Regions from separate parts of the Sus scrofa genome. Here all the other regions are linked to region 1. The links are chromatin contacts, called in public HiChIP or PLAC-seq and promoter capture Hi-C maps. All regions are on one chromosome and are shown on one strand. Each heading gives the region's core, a stretch centred on a gene start, on an enhancer-like site or on the middle of the called end of the contact. The rest is flanking DNA. Distances are from core to core; before and after follow the strand shown. Region 1 holds the start of ARMC5 (armadillo repeat-containing protein 5). Region 2 holds the start of KAT8 (lysine acetyltransferase 8). Region 3 holds the start of ZNF646 (zinc finger protein 646). Region 4 holds the start of STX4 (syntaxin-4). Region 5 holds the start of FBXL19 (F-box/LRR-repeat protein 19).

Evidence for each region. Promoter capture Hi-C pulls out the DNA fragments that hold promoters and counts their contacts. HiChIP or PLAC-seq counts read pairs in DNA pulled down with a chosen protein or histone mark.
Region 2: an H3K27ac HiChIP or PLAC-seq map of alveolar macrophages shows a contact between it and region 1. The contact joins the promoter of KAT8 here to the promoter of ARMC5 in region 1. A contact is called at or near these places in 2 of 5 promoter capture datasets (fetal skeletal muscle and liver), 7 of 47 Hi-C or Micro-C datasets (embryonic fibroblasts, heart right ventricle, liver and 2 more) and 2 of 2 datasets of contacts at active chromatin or transcription factors (alveolar macrophages and skeletal muscle).
Region 3: a contact with region 1 is called in a promoter capture Hi-C map of liver, with 2.6 times the contacts expected there. The contact joins the promoter of ZNF646 here to the promoter of ARMC5 in region 1. A contact is called at or near these places in 3 of 5 promoter capture datasets (fetal liver, fetal skeletal muscle and liver) and 1 of 2 datasets of contacts at active chromatin or transcription factors (alveolar macrophages).
Region 4: an H3K27ac HiChIP or PLAC-seq map of alveolar macrophages shows a contact between it and region 1. The contact joins the promoter of STX4 here to the promoter of ARMC5 in region 1. A contact is called at or near these places in 1 of 47 Hi-C or Micro-C datasets (embryonic fibroblasts) and 2 of 2 datasets of contacts at active chromatin or transcription factors (alveolar macrophages and skeletal muscle).
Region 5: a promoter capture Hi-C map of liver shows a contact between it and region 1, with 4 times the contacts expected there. The contact joins the promoter of FBXL19 here to the promoter of ARMC5 in region 1. A contact is called at or near these places in 1 of 5 promoter capture datasets (liver), 1 of 47 Hi-C or Micro-C datasets (heart right ventricle) and 1 of 2 datasets of contacts at active chromatin or transcription factors (alveolar macrophages).

What each region holds. Positions count from the first base shown.
Region 1 is chr3:17,107,193-17,109,892 of Sscrofa11.1, forward strand. It overlaps ARMC5 (armadillo repeat-containing protein 5), which reads right to left and starts at 1,331. Exons shown (of 6, transcript XM_021086388.1): 1 at 679-1,331. The coding sequence starts at 1,159. It overlaps LOC100626250 (cytochrome c oxidase subunit 6A2, mitochondrial), which reads left to right and starts at 1,431. Exons shown (of 8, transcript XM_021086396.1): 1 at 1,431-1,890.
Region 2 is chr3:17,371,643-17,374,382 of Sscrofa11.1, forward strand. KAT8 (lysine acetyltransferase 8) reads right to left here and starts at 1,468. Exons shown (of 11, transcript NM_001284366.1): 1 at 1,240-1,468. The coding sequence starts at 1,450.
Region 3 is chr3:17,405,345-17,408,044 of Sscrofa11.1, forward strand. It overlaps ZNF646 (zinc finger protein 646), which reads right to left and starts at 1,286. Exons shown (of 3, transcript XM_021086398.1): 1 at 864-1,286. It overlaps ZNF668 (zinc finger protein 668), which reads left to right and starts at 919. Exons shown (of 4, transcript XM_013987708.2): 1 at 919-1,440.
Region 4 is chr3:17,430,122-17,432,821 of Sscrofa11.1, forward strand. It overlaps STX4 (syntaxin-4), which reads right to left and starts at 1,256. Exons shown (of 11, transcript XM_021086404.1): 1 at 608-1,256; 2 at 318-419; 3 at 106-205. The coding sequence starts at 637. LOC102167315 (a long non-coding RNA gene) reads left to right here and starts at 960. Exons shown (of 3, transcript XR_001303274.2): 1 at 960-1,098.
Region 5 is chr3:17,520,467-17,523,166 of Sscrofa11.1, forward strand. FBXL19 (F-box/LRR-repeat protein 19) reads right to left here and starts at 1,293. Exons shown (of 12, transcript XM_013987711.2): 1 at 891-1,293; 2 at 425-580.

The DNA.
Region 1 (2,700 bases), core at 81-2,580:
ACACCCACAGAATATGGAAATTCCCAGGCTAGGGGTCTAATCAGACCTACAGCCGCCGGCCTACACCAGAGCCAGAGTAAGGGGAGATCAGAACCGCACCTACGATCTACACCACAGCTCATAGCAACGTGGGATCCTTAATCCACTGAGCAAGCCAGGGATCGAACCTGCATCCTCGTGGATCCTAGTCGGATTCGTTAACCGCTGAAGCACGAAGGGAACTCCCTATTCCAATTTTTTGAAGTAACTATTATTACACCATTTTACCATCCTAGCCTCGGATGAGTCTAGCTGACCGCAGAGCACACTTTCTGACCACCAGTTCATCAAATGGGACTTGCTCCTGCACAAGGCCAGACACAAGGCCTTAAGTGGAGAGTAAGAATCATTTGAAAGAGTCACTACATAATCCTTTGGCCTCCACCAGCCCAGAGGCGAGAGTGGTGCTCCACAGCCAGTAAGTAACTGCTTGTAATTATCTGATCTAGGAGGGCTAGGGTCTAATTTATAGAGAGCAGTGACATCACGGGTCATGACAGCTAAAGAGCGGGGGGGCGCTGTGCCGTCATAAAGCGCAGTCTTCCAGGCTACCACACACAGAACTCAAAGACTCTGCCCACGCCCAGAATAGGACACAAGTTCGGGTGGAATCCTAGGAAATGAGGGCGGAGCACTTACCCAATGGGAGTATGCCTCCGAGTCTGCGCACTTCAGCCCGGCACGCCCCTTCCGTACAGCAGTTGGCTAGGATGCTGAGCGCTAAGTCCAGCGTCTTGCGCAGGCGCGCTGGCGGAGAGGGCGTCGGTGATGACGAAGCTGCGGAGGGGGCGGGGCCCGGCGAGGGGGCGGGGCCAGAAGAAGCCGCTGACTCGACCGAAGAGGGGGTGGAGCCTGAGCCAGCCTGGGACAGGGCGGGACCCGCTGCAGCCGCTCGCCGTAGCAGAGCGAGAAGGGGGCGGAGCCCGCCGCGTGCCCGGAAGCGCTCGATTCCCCCCGCTGCCTTGACGTGGCGCGTGCGGAGGGCTAAGAGCGCGCGGCCCAAGGGTGTCTCGTTGGTAGCTGTGTCCTTTCCCCCACCTAGACCCTCCCCGGCCGCCGCCGTGAGCTGCGCGAGGCAGAACGAGAGCGAGTCCGTGGGGGTTGGCTTCGCGGCCGCCATCTTGGCTCAGGCTTAAGGCTCCGCCCCCCCTTCGCAGCGCATCCAAGAGAGCGGAACTGGAAGGAGGGGCGTGGCCAGGCACCTCCTCTCTGACGCTTTTTAAATAGCGCCGCCGCAGTAATTATGCCAGTCGGAAGTTGTAGTTCCCGATCCTTGGTGCTCTGACCTGCACAGTCGCAGAAGGCTCGACGAGAGTGGTGGTTATCTAATCGCTGTGCGTGCCTAAGAGGCGTGTGCGGCGCATGCTTGGATACGTAGTCCGCGCCAAGCGTAACATGCCCCGCGTAGGATAGTAGGCAACTCTCCCGGTACTCGAATGGGTCAGTGTCTCTGGAGAACCCAGATATCCGACTACGGAGTCTCAGTACTGTACTGCTCCAGGTGACTTGGCTACTCCGCCCCCAGAGTGTCCCCAGCGACAGCCTTTTCCTTCAGGCTCGCTTTGCCGTCCTCCCCGCCCCTCCAGCGGTGGCCGGGGCACCGAAGTCCGCGTTGATGAGCTCAGAACCCGAGCCAAGCAGAAGGTGTCACATTCCTCACAGCGGCTACAGATGGGAGCATTTGCTCCGTCAAGTGAACAAGAGGGTTAAAGCTATCGATACCGTTCGCTGCCACTTCCTAGAGCGGCAGGAGCTAGTGGACCTTTCCGTTTCCGGTGCTGGATTCCTGGGTCCTGAGTGTCTTCACCTCTTGTGCTTGAGGTTTGCTGGGCGAGGACCGGCCAAGGCCAAGTCAGTAAAGCAGGAGTGATTTATTAAGGCATCCCAAATAGATGGGCCGAGCTCAGGATGGCATCAGCAGCGATTGTGAGGAGTTGTTCTTCCCCACCCCCACCCCTTTTAGGGCCGCACCCTCGGCATATAGAAATTCCCAGGCTAGGGGTCCAATTGGAGCTGGAACTGCAGCTGCTGGCCTACACCACAACCACAGCAAGCGGGATCAAAACTGCGTCTGCGACCTACATCACAGCTCTCGGCAGGTCGGGATCCTTAACCCACTCAGCAAGGCCTGGGATCTAATCAGCATCCTCATAGACACTATGTCGGTTCGTTACTACCGGCCACTATGGGAATTCCGTGGAGATCTAGTTATAAAAGGCTGGTTGCCAGCAAAACGTGGAGGGAACAATGTGCGAGGGAGGAGGGTGGCAAAGGACGATAGCTTTCCCTCTCCATTTCTCCTGTCCGGATAAGTGCTGTAACCACCCTGCCTTGGGCAGGGATTGACTTAAGCAGGCAGGGTGGTTAATCGGGCGGGGTAGTTGATTGACTTAGCAGACAGGGTGGTTGATTCTTGGTCAGCGACTTTCTAATGTCATTGACCCGTGTTTCAAGTCCACCATCCCCCTGGGAACCTATCAGTTGAGGCACTAGCAAGTGTGGAAGCACTCTTTAAACACTGCGGCCTGGGTGCGCTGGGAGGAGGGGGAGTCAGCAACAATTCCTGGCCCTTCTTTTGCCTAGTTATGTACATGAGCTTGGACTCCATCCCGTTCTCTTTTTTCCTTTCGTTTTTTTTTTTTTTTTCTTTCTTTTTTGGCT
Region 2 (2,740 bases), core at 218-2,717, 260 kb after region 1:
TCCCTGGAACTCCATACGCCACAGGGCGGCCAAAAAAAAGGATGCTCTTTCACACTGAGGAGCAGTTTCCCAGGTTCCAAGGCCAACTGTAAGCTGACCTCACCTGTTCACATCTGCCACTCCCTTCAATCACTGTCTGAGGTGGGCCAGACGGGGGCTGTTATTCTTATTTTAGAGATAAGGAAACTGAGGCTTACCCAGGCTCACCTATTTGAATAATGGTAAGAGCTAATACTTATCTGAATTTAAGTCTGGCTCCAAATTCAATACTCAGTGGTTTGTTTGTTCAGGGGTCCTGAGGACTAGCTGTGAAATAACACAGCCCCACTTCCTAGCTGTATTTAACTGAACAAGTTATTTTGGCCTTCTGAGCCTCAGCTTCTTCATCTGCAAAATAACGACAGCTGTGTCCGCCTCAAATGGTGAGTTAATGGCTCTGAAGCTTTCAGTATAGCATCTGACAAATAGCAGACCATTAAAGAAATGAGTAAGGCAACCCCTGCTTGTCTGATCCTGGGCTGGGTTGCTGCTGGGTACAGAGGATACAGTGATGGATCACAGGATGGACCTGCCCTCCAGAAGTTCCCACTTTGATAGAGGAAGACAAAGACAACATAATGGTACATATACCATGGTTCAGGTATGTAGAAAATGTTGCAGGAACACACAAAGGAACGACTCACTTTGCCTGAAGGGAGTCAAGAATGGCATCACGAGGGATATGATGCTAAAAGGATGAGTGGGGCTAGCCGGCTAAACAAGGAAAAGGGTAGGGCATTCCAAGCACAGGGCATAAGTGGTCTGAAGAGTGGACAGCGTGGTCTGGTCTGGCAACGGCCCTTACTAGGGCTGCTAAAACCAGACAGGTCACAAAGATGAAAGCCATTCTAAGGAATTCTGGGGTTAATATGGAAATGACTCAAAATAATAGAAGAAAAGGGGAAGTTCGTTTCTGTGTTCTGGGAGCTCCTCTCCGCTGGCAGCTGTCGGGGACGGATGCAAGGGGAAGTCACAGGGTCAAGGGCGACCAGTGAGGAAACGGGTTAACAAGAGAATGAAGACTAAGACTGGGCAAGGAAGTGGAGCGGGAGCTCTATACACAGCAGGAAGAATCTGGCTAACACCCGATAGGTGGGGTTTGCAGGCGGCGCCGGGGCGAGCCCGAAACTCCGCGTTCTCCCTGCTCAGGCCCCGCCCCGGCCATAAACCCCGCCCCCTGGCCCTGGGCCCCGCCCTCACGCCAGGTGCTATCCGGTCGCCGGCACAGGTACGTTTCTCCAATTTCCACGGTGACTTCCGGCTCTCCCCGCGCCGGGGTTGGCGGAGAGACGCGGCCTGGGGACGGGGCGGTCCCCTCGACCGCCGCATTCTCCCCAGGCCCGGGGTCGCCCTCCCCCGCGACCCCTGAAGTCGCCGCCGCAACGGCTGCAGCTGCTCCCTGTGCCGCCATCGCTGTAGTGGAAGTGACGCCAGAATCCGGCGCCGCACAGCGCCTTTAGTTCCGGGTCAGCGACGTGTAGCGGAGGCCGCAGTAGGCTGGAGGGTGGGGTCTGTGACGTAGCAGGCGCTCATTGGCTAGTGCGGCTGTCTCCGCGGCGCCGGACCAGATTGACGTTGACAGTGCCGGTTGCTCTGGAGTTACTTGGCTGACGTTTGGAACTGTGGCTGCACCCTGGAGTTGGAGAGCGGAGAAAGGCTTTCCGGATGTGATGTCTCAGATCGATATATATATATTTTTTGTCTTTTTTTGCTATTTATTGGGCCGCTCCCGCGGCATATGGAGGTCCCCAGGCTAGGGGTCGAATCGGAGCTGTAGCTGCCGGCCTACGCCAGAGCCACAGCAACGCTGGATCCAAGCCGCGTCTGCAACCTACACCACAGCTCATGGCAACACCGGATCGGTAACCCACTGAGCAAGGGCAGGGACCGAACCCGCAACCTCATGGATTCGTTAACCACTGCGCCACGACGGGAACTCCTCAGATCGATCTTTTAAAAGGCCCTGGTGCCTGAGAAAGCCAGGATATGCCAATTATCAGGGAGCACTGCCTCCACTTTACCAGGGCGGAGCCAGAGCAGCCTCCCTGGCTGTCTGGCTTTAGAGGTGAGCCTGGAACTAACACCCACCCCCCCCCTTCCGCCAGCCACATACAGGTCATCCCGTTTTTGAAGATTGAAGAACCTTCCTTCTTTGTTTAGGATGGGAAAAGGAGACAGTTGGGGTGGGGGAAGCAGAACGGTGTATCCTGGGACAGCTAGTAAACCACTCTCACAGTATCAAGCCTTTGTAAAGAAAGGGTCAGGTCCCCTAAACAGAAACTGGCCAAAGGCAGTGGACATAATGGAGAGCGTCTTGGACTGAGTGAATTAGGAATCCTGGGTTCTGACCCAACTCGGGAAGGTGTAGAAATGTGTTTGTTCCAAGAGCATAGTCAAAGATGAAACTATAAGTCAAGTATCTCTATAAAGGTTGAACCATATAGATATATATAGATATATCCCATGAATATAAAACAAGTATATTGAGCAATGCCAGGCAGAGTACGTGCTCAATTAAACCCTCCCTTTGGCCACTGTGAGTCATCTTTGACTTATAACTTGGTTATTGGGCTTAAAACAATTCTAAGAGAAGTGGAATGCTTAAGGTCTAAGTCTGAGGTTACAGATCAGGAAACACGCAAGTCTTTGTGAGGGATGGCAGTGGGAAGTGCTGGTAACTTGGCTTTTGGGAAATAAAGAG
Region 3 (2,700 bases), core at 36-2,535, 300 kb after region 1:
AAGAGCAACCCCTGCTACCTAAGTATTACCATGTGCCAGGCACTGTGCTAAGTAAAGAACAGGTGTGGTGTCACTTAGCCTTCACAACACACTGCAATGCCTGTTACCTCAGTTTACACACTGGCCAACCCACTATTCTGGCAAGCTTCTTTCCAAAGCCCTTGCTCTCTCCATAGCAGGCCCCATGCCTCCTACATCACTTTGGCCTTCTCTGACCCTTCACTCCCACGGGACCCTAATATAACTCCTATCTCTGACTCTAAACCCCTTACTGAACCTGCTCCCCAAATCCTCACCTCACCAAGCCCCTTCGCTCAAGAGTCTCTTCTCGTCATCAACCACCAGTGAGGTCCTAACCTCACTCATCTCCTAGGCCAGTTTTCTCCTAGGACCCCTACCTCGCACCGGTGACCCCTTCTCGTTCCCGCCGCGGGTGCGTCCGTTGGGGACGGCGAACGGGAGCGCGCCTGCGCACTGGGACCCTCACCCTAACTGCAGCCGCGCGCCCCAAGGGGTGGCTGTTGGGGGGCTCTCGCGCTCCCACACACGCACACTCCACCAGGGCTCCTGGGAAGTGGGAGGGGAGGGAAAGAGGGAAAGGAGAGGGGGAGAAGGAAGGAAGTAGAGGAAAGAGGGCGCAGCTGGCACGAGCCAGCAGTCTACCCTCACCTCCTCGGACACTTCCTATTGTTATTAGGAAACAGGAAGTGTCCTGGCGGCAAAAGCTTCCCCGCGAAACTTCCGCCCTGAGAATACTTCTGTCCCGCCTCCAAGCAGCCACATTTCCGGTGCTAGGAGAGACACAGCTTACCCGACTCTGACCCCGCCCACGTAGGTCAAAAGCTGCGTTGTTCTGCACTAACCTTAGCCACACTTCCGGGAAGAGCCGCTAAAATCGTTCCGGTGCATGTTGGCTGAGCGCAGAGGAGGGGAAAAAAAGGGTTGGTTCTGCAGCCCTGGCCTCAGTATTTTGGCGACACTTTTCGGGGGGCTCCCTGAAGAACTTCCCAAGACAGATGGAGGGAGCTTCATTCACTCCTTGTTATTAAGGGAAATTTTGTGGAATGAATATAAGCGGACTTAGGTACTCCAAGTCTTGAGCATGGCCTTTCTGTCCTCCCACCTTCTAGTTCACGGTGACCTTTCCCCAGGCTAGCAATAGCCAGTGCACCCGCAAACCTACTCCGGTGTTCCCTGTCATTAGCACCCACAGAGACCCCTTGCAAAGGGTTTCTCCTCCACCTTCGGTTGGGGGTGCGCCGGTACACTTTGTGTTCCTCCCTAGGGAGGAAAGCTCCCTTCCACTTCCGCTCGTTGGCTCCGCCTCCTCCCACCCCCACCCGCTGGGTCCTAGCGCCTGCCCCTCCCTGGCTGTGTCCCGGGCTCTGTCGGTGCGAGGAGCTGCCGCTGGCGCCACGGAGCCGGCCCGAGTCTTCTCAGGTAGGAAACGCCGGCAGGAGTCCTCAAGGGCCCCCAGGCGGCCCCAGAGCGGACGCGATCCGAGCGGGCCTCAGTTTCCCTGTGGGTGCCGAGGGCGGATGGGGTTAGCCTGGCGCGAGCAGCGCGGGCGGGGCGGGAGGAGTGCGGCCCCGGGAGGGCGCGGGCGGGCTCCGGGCCCAGCGGGTCCTAGAACCCGCCGGCTGTCCCGGCGGGCCGGCTGCAGCGGACGCCTGGTCTCGGCCGGCACGGCTGCCCGCCTTGCATGGTGCGGGCCCGAGGGTCCTAGAGCCCGCCATGTTGCGGGCTTTTGTCCCAGGCGCGCGGCCGGCCTTGCACGGTTCTCTGGTGCCGGCGGCCCCCTCCCCGGTCGAGGTCTCGGCCGCCCCTCCCGCGGTCCTAGAGAACGCCATCTTGCAGGCCTTTGTCCAGAGCCTGGCCTTCGGTCCATTCATTTGTTCATTCTCTCATTCATCGTTCCTTTCTTCTTGCCACATTATCCGATGCCACGTTTTCCCAGGGCTTTTTCTGCGAAGAGTCAGCCCAGGGCCCTGCCCTGCGGGGCTCTCTGCCTGGAGGGATGCGGACACATAGATGGTTGCAGGGAGCTGGAAGCGCAGGGATTTCGCAGATCTTGGCTCTAACGCCCTTCAAACTCCCACGTGCCTCAGAGACCCCACTTTTCTGATGAGAAAACTGAGGCCCAGAGTGTAGTGGTGCCCTTACCTCTACTACCTATTAATTATTCCTGGGGGCACTGGGGAAGCAGGTATTTGAAGGATGCAACAGTTTTCCAACAGGAGAAGGCAGAGGGAACTGCGTACGGGGATGTATTTAGGTGGGGAAGTTTGAGAATTGCGGCTGGAGCTATGGTGCGGAGGGGCACAGTGCCTCTGGAGGTGAGGCTGAAAAAAGTGGGTTGGGATTAGGTTATGGGCTAACCAGATTGCATGGATGTTCAGGAGATGACTAGCTCGCCTCTCTGCATGGTTCACAGTTCCCCATCTGCTATCTCACCGGATCTCCCGTGGCCTGTGAGGCCTACCGGTGACTACTTGTTTACATGTGGGGAGACTGAGATGGAGAGAGGATAAAAAGTGGGCTCTTCACTTCATCCCTGCCTGCAGGGTTCTAGCCTAAACCCTTTGGGAATTAAATCTGCATTCCTGGCATTTAGAGCCTATTCTAGCAGCAGGATGGCATCCCCCACCTAAATCCAGTAGTAAACAAAGACAGGGCTCCCTCACCAGAGCAATGAATCGA
Region 4 (2,700 bases), core at 6-2,505, 320 kb after region 1:
ACGGCCCCTACCTCAACAAATCTCCCTGGCCACCACCTGCATGGAACTACCATCCCCACAATCCCTCTGACTGAGCATGCGTTCTGCACTCGCGATTTCACTCACTTTCCTCGGGAAGGGGCGTGGCCAGGATGGTGACCTGCTGCTTCTCCAACTCTCGGACCTTATTCTCCAGCTTGACAATAGTCTGCCGAATTGTCCGGACCTGGGGAGGATGACCGAGAGGGCTGAAGCAGATATGGGAGTCCTCCAGACCGCTCTGCACCTCGGGTCATCCAGCCCCCTCGTGAATCCAGACCGAGACCCCAGCCTCTTACCTTCTGGAAGAACTCATCGTCTGGGCTGCCCAGCCGTGCCGTGCCCGGGTGTACCACCAGCGCGACCCTCTCCTTGTCCTCATCGTCAGAGCTGTCATCTCCCTGACAGGGCCGGGGTCATTGGCATCACTTCCTTGCTGTTGCTTTCGCCCCGCGGGATTCACGGGCTTCCGGGTCTTCCAATCCCACAGCTACCCCTCCCTGCCCTGCCCCGAAGACCAGGAGTCCTGCATTCCAACTAGACCCTACCCCGTCCTCCTGTCCCAACCCCGCTGCGCCGGACTTCTCACCTGTCTCAGTTCGTGGGTCCTGTCCCGCATGGCGGCCCGAGCTCCCTCTCCCCGGCGCGGGAGCCCAGAGGGCCTCGAGATTCTAAGTTTGGAACTCCTGTACCCCACTCACTCTCTTGACACTTCTCTCTGCCCTCACCCTGTGGACCCCTAACCGCCCCCCACGAGCCGCCAGAGGCTCTATCCCTGACACCATCCACCGTCGAGGACAAGGAGCCGACCTCGGGGACCCCCAAGTTTCCACAGGTTGGAACTCCCTTTTCTTACCCCCCTCCCGCTCCCGTAGCTTCAGCCCCGCCCCCTCTGGGATGACTGGAGCATGCGCACCGCACCGCGTCCCTTCCCCGCCCGAGGGAAAGGCGGAGGTCGGAAGCGCCAGCTCCCCGAACGGAAGCAAAATTGCCAGGACGTGAGAACCCGCCCCCTTTGCCGGAACTATCGCATCTTCCAACGGAAATCTAGTTGCCAAAAGAGGTGGAAATGCGTCATTGGTACGTAATCTAGGGACCCAGCATCTCACATCACCCCATGGCGCCCCCCCCGCGTCACGTGACTGGCCCGGTCCCAGCCTCTTGGACCTTAGAACGTGATGCTCTGACTGTCACGTGTCTCCACTCTGTCAACTCGGTCTCCGGGACACCTAGCTCCCCACGACGTCCTCGGCACCCTGGCTCCCACAAGTCGGGAGGGGGCGCCGACTACCCCCAGACATCTTTTGAGACAGAGGGTGGTAGGACCCTGGCTGAATTCGGCTTTATTCCTTTTGGGTTCCGGGGGTGTGGGCAGATTGACGACTTAGAATTTGGGGCTGTCCACATCATGAGACCTTGAAATTCGGAAAAGAATAAGATCCGGCGTCAGAGAGTTGCAGGGTTTGTAGGCAGAGTATCTGGGGGTGGGAAGTGACCTCACCCGAGGCGGAAAGCTCTTCTCCCGCATACTCCTGGCACAGCTTCTGACAGGTGGGCGGCTGGCGCCCGGCTTGAACACTGCAGTCCCGCCGCACTCACCACCTTCTGAGCAGTGAGACCATTTCAGGACAGCTCAGGCTGAGAAAAGAGTCCATTATGTTGAGCAGCATATCACCTACACCCCTTCGCCCCCACCTTGCACCAGGGTTTACCCTCTGAAGGACACAAAAAAGAAACAATTCCGCATTACTGTGACCTGTGATTGCTTGAGGTGAAGGCGTGATTGTGTGGTTCTCACCCGAATCCCAACACCTAGTGGGCCCTCAGTAAATATTTGTGGACAGAACTTTAGCCTTTCCTATGTCTGAAGATGACGCGTGTGGTTCCCTAGTCCTCTCTTTTAGGCTTCAGGCTTTCATCGTGACACTTCCCAAAACCTGACCCTCTAGAGGTTCATTCATTCAGTGGATATTCATTAGGCACTTATTATGAGCAGAATGCTCTTCTAGGGCCAGAATTACATCCCGGCCCAACAGAGAAGAATGACTTATGCTTTTTGAAATCTACATTCTGTAGGAGGAGGCCCCAAGGCCACTGGGTCTCCCCATAGCCAGGATGGCTAGGACTGATCTAAGACTCCTGGATCCCAGGGCTCTCCCCGAGGAACTTATATGAAGGTCAAGCAAAGGAAGGAAAGGCCCTTCTCTACTAAGCCCCGATAAGGAAACCTAGATTTCTGTGACTGAGTTGCTGTGGACTTCTGGAAAATCTGGCAACTCCAGATTCTTAACCCACTCCTCTGGGCTGGGGATCATACCTGCATCGAGCTCGCCAGGGACACCATCGGTCCTGTTGTGCCACAGCAGGAACTCCTGGAAAGTCACTTTTTTTTTTTTTGTCTTTTGTCCTTTTTAGGGCCACACCCCAAACATATGGAAGTTCCCGGGTTAGGGGTCTAATCAGAGCTGTAGCCACTGGCCTACGCCAGAGCCACAGCAATGACAGATCCGAGCCGCATCTGTGATCTTCACCACAGTTCACAGAAATGCCGGATCCTTAACCCACTGAGCGAGGCCAGGGATGGAACCCACAACCTCACGGTTCCTGGTGGAATTCGTTTCCACTGAGCCACGACAGGAACTCCTGGAAAGTCACTTCCTATCTCTGGGCCTTAGTCTTCCA
Region 5 (2,700 bases), core at 43-2,542, 410 kb after region 1:
CGGGAAATGTAGTCTGGTGCCTTCACTCGCTATTAGGGAGGGTAATTTATGTCACCAGTGGGGATCAATGCGAGTGAGGGAGAAAGACGTCCTGGCGATCCAGGAATATATAATATCCGCCTCCCCGTATGGTGAGGACTTCATCTTTCAGGGGAAGCTCTTAAAGGAAAGCAACAGTAATAAGTATTGTCGCGACCAGAGAGGCGTGGTTCTTTTCCAAAGTACCGTCACGCTGTTGTCCCCTGGAAAGCTTCCGCGCCTCACACCCGATGCTTGTTCCCTCAAACCTCAGAGAATCGGCATCTTCCAAGTCGTGAGAGCTCCAGGGAAAGGGCTCTGGAGTCGTACAAAATCCCCGCCCCTCCTTGGGAAGTCACCAAACCTCTATTTTTCTCATCTGAAAAGTGGGGATAATGATACCTACCTCAAAGTGGAGTTAGAAGTGTTAAGACAATGTTCACGAAAAGGCCGGGCTCAGGGCCTGGTACGGGGCATGTGTTGGCAATTCCCTTTTCGAGGTCCCTTCCAGCCCAGCTGTTCTGGGATCCCAGGAATTCATCATACCCGAAGGAGTTAGCGCCTGTGAGAAGACAACTGTGGCAGGCTGTCTACCCCATCTTGAGCCGCACCCCCTCCTCCCAGGCCCCTCCTCATCTGGGTCCTCCTGTGTCCACTACCGAGTACTGCTCCCAGGGGGCGCCCATTCTCCATTTGACTGAGGTCCTGCGAACTGTCCAGATTCCCCAACCTGAAGTTGTGGGCGCTCAAATTGCCCAGGCCCATCTCCAGCCAGTCTTGGAGCCCCTGCCCACCTTTCGCCCCTACCCGCGCCCAGAACACCTCAGCCACCCAAGCAGGTGGGACCGCTTCCTACCTCTGTGCTTTCTTACCTGCCTTCTTAATCTTCCTCCTCTGCCTGGAAAATTACTCACTTTGACCCCAAGGCAGACAGACTGCGGTGCTCTGCCCTCTCTTCTGTGTCGGAAAGTAGAGGGTTAGAGGGCCTGGCGGAAGACTTGGTGGGTGTGGTTTTACTGTCAAGGAAGTTAACGCTGACCAGTGTGACTTGAAGTCCTAAATTTGCTGGGACCTGCCTCAGGCTGAACTGAGGCTCCCTCTAGCTCACACTTTATCAGTTAGGAAATCTTGGCTCCCAGGAGATTGTCTCCTTTACATCCTCACTGCTTTCTTTTTGGCTTGCATGATTGCCTCAGGGATCTCTCTGGGGCTGTTCCCTCTGCCTGTTAGGCCCTTCCCCTCCACCTGGCCCGCTGCTGCACCCCATTAGCTATTCATCCTTCTGGTCTCTGTTTAAATACAACAGTCTCAGTAAAACCTTCTTGAGCATAATTCCCATCTGAGATTCATTTGACTCTTCGCCTAGATTATAAACTTTATGAAGAGTCCATCTCAGAGTTCCCATGGTGGCTCAGAGATAACACACTGTACTAGTATCCACGAGGACGCAGGTTCAATCCTTAGCCTCACTCGGTGGGTTAAGGATCCTATGTTGCCATGAGCTGTGGTATAGGTCGCAGCCGCGGCTAGGGTCCCAAGTTGCTGTGGCTGTAGTGTAGGTCAGCAGCTGTAGCTCCGATTTGACCCCTAGCCTGGGAACTTCCATATGCCACGGGTGTGGCTGTAAAAAGAAAAAAAAAAAAAATCCATCTCATACATTACATGCTTTTAGCACATCATTTGATCCTCATAAGACCCCTATGAGCGAGAATCCCATGTCATAGATGAGGAAACTGGGAATGGATGAGTTGTACATAGAGAGAGCTAAGATTCAAAATCCAAGATTTCATAGCCCATCCTCAGAACAACTGCAGCATCCACAAACTGATCAAATCCAGCCCATGCTTGTGTTAAGTTTGGCATAGCAACAACACATTTCAGCTTTCACTTGGAATCTTGAAATCTAGCAACAGTGAGTCTGCCTTCCTTGAGCAAGAAATAGCTGAAGCTGAACAGTGGCTGCCTCTTATGGATAAGACATGTACTCACCAGATCAACACAACTCCCATCCAGCTTGCTTCAGTCCGAACATAAGCACTATTGGCCCCACTTATTAGCTAAGACGTGAAAAGAAGCCTGTTGAGGAGCTCCCATAGTGGCGCAGTGGAAACGAATCCCACTAGGAACCATGAGGCTGTGGATTCAATCCCTGGCCTTGCTCAGTGGGTTAAGGATCTGGCATTGCTGTGAGCTGTGGTGTAGGTCGCTGGCGTGGCTTGGATCTGCTGTGGCTGTGGCTGTAGCTGTGACGTAGGCCAGCAGCTGTAGTTCTGATTAGACCCCTAGCCTGGGAACCTCCATGTGCCAAGGGTTCGGCCCTAAAAAGCAAAAAAAAAAAAAAAAAGAAGAAGAAGAAGACTCTTGAAAGTCAAGACCATTTCTTACACTGTTTAGAGCTCCTCAGTGCCAGGTGCTGTGCCTGTGCCCACAACCGGGTGGGTGGGGAGATGGCAGAGTGAAACTGCATACAGAGATGGGGGAAAATGTTTACTTTTCACTTATAACCTGCTCTCCAGGTTCACATTTTTGCCATAAGCAGATATTTATGTATACTTAAAACAGGGGTTGAAAATACTATAATCCAGCTATGTTGACATTAAAATGTAAAGACTGAGTTCTTGTCGTGGCACAGCAGAAAAGAATCCAACTGGGAACCATGAGGTTGTGGGTTAATCCCTGGCC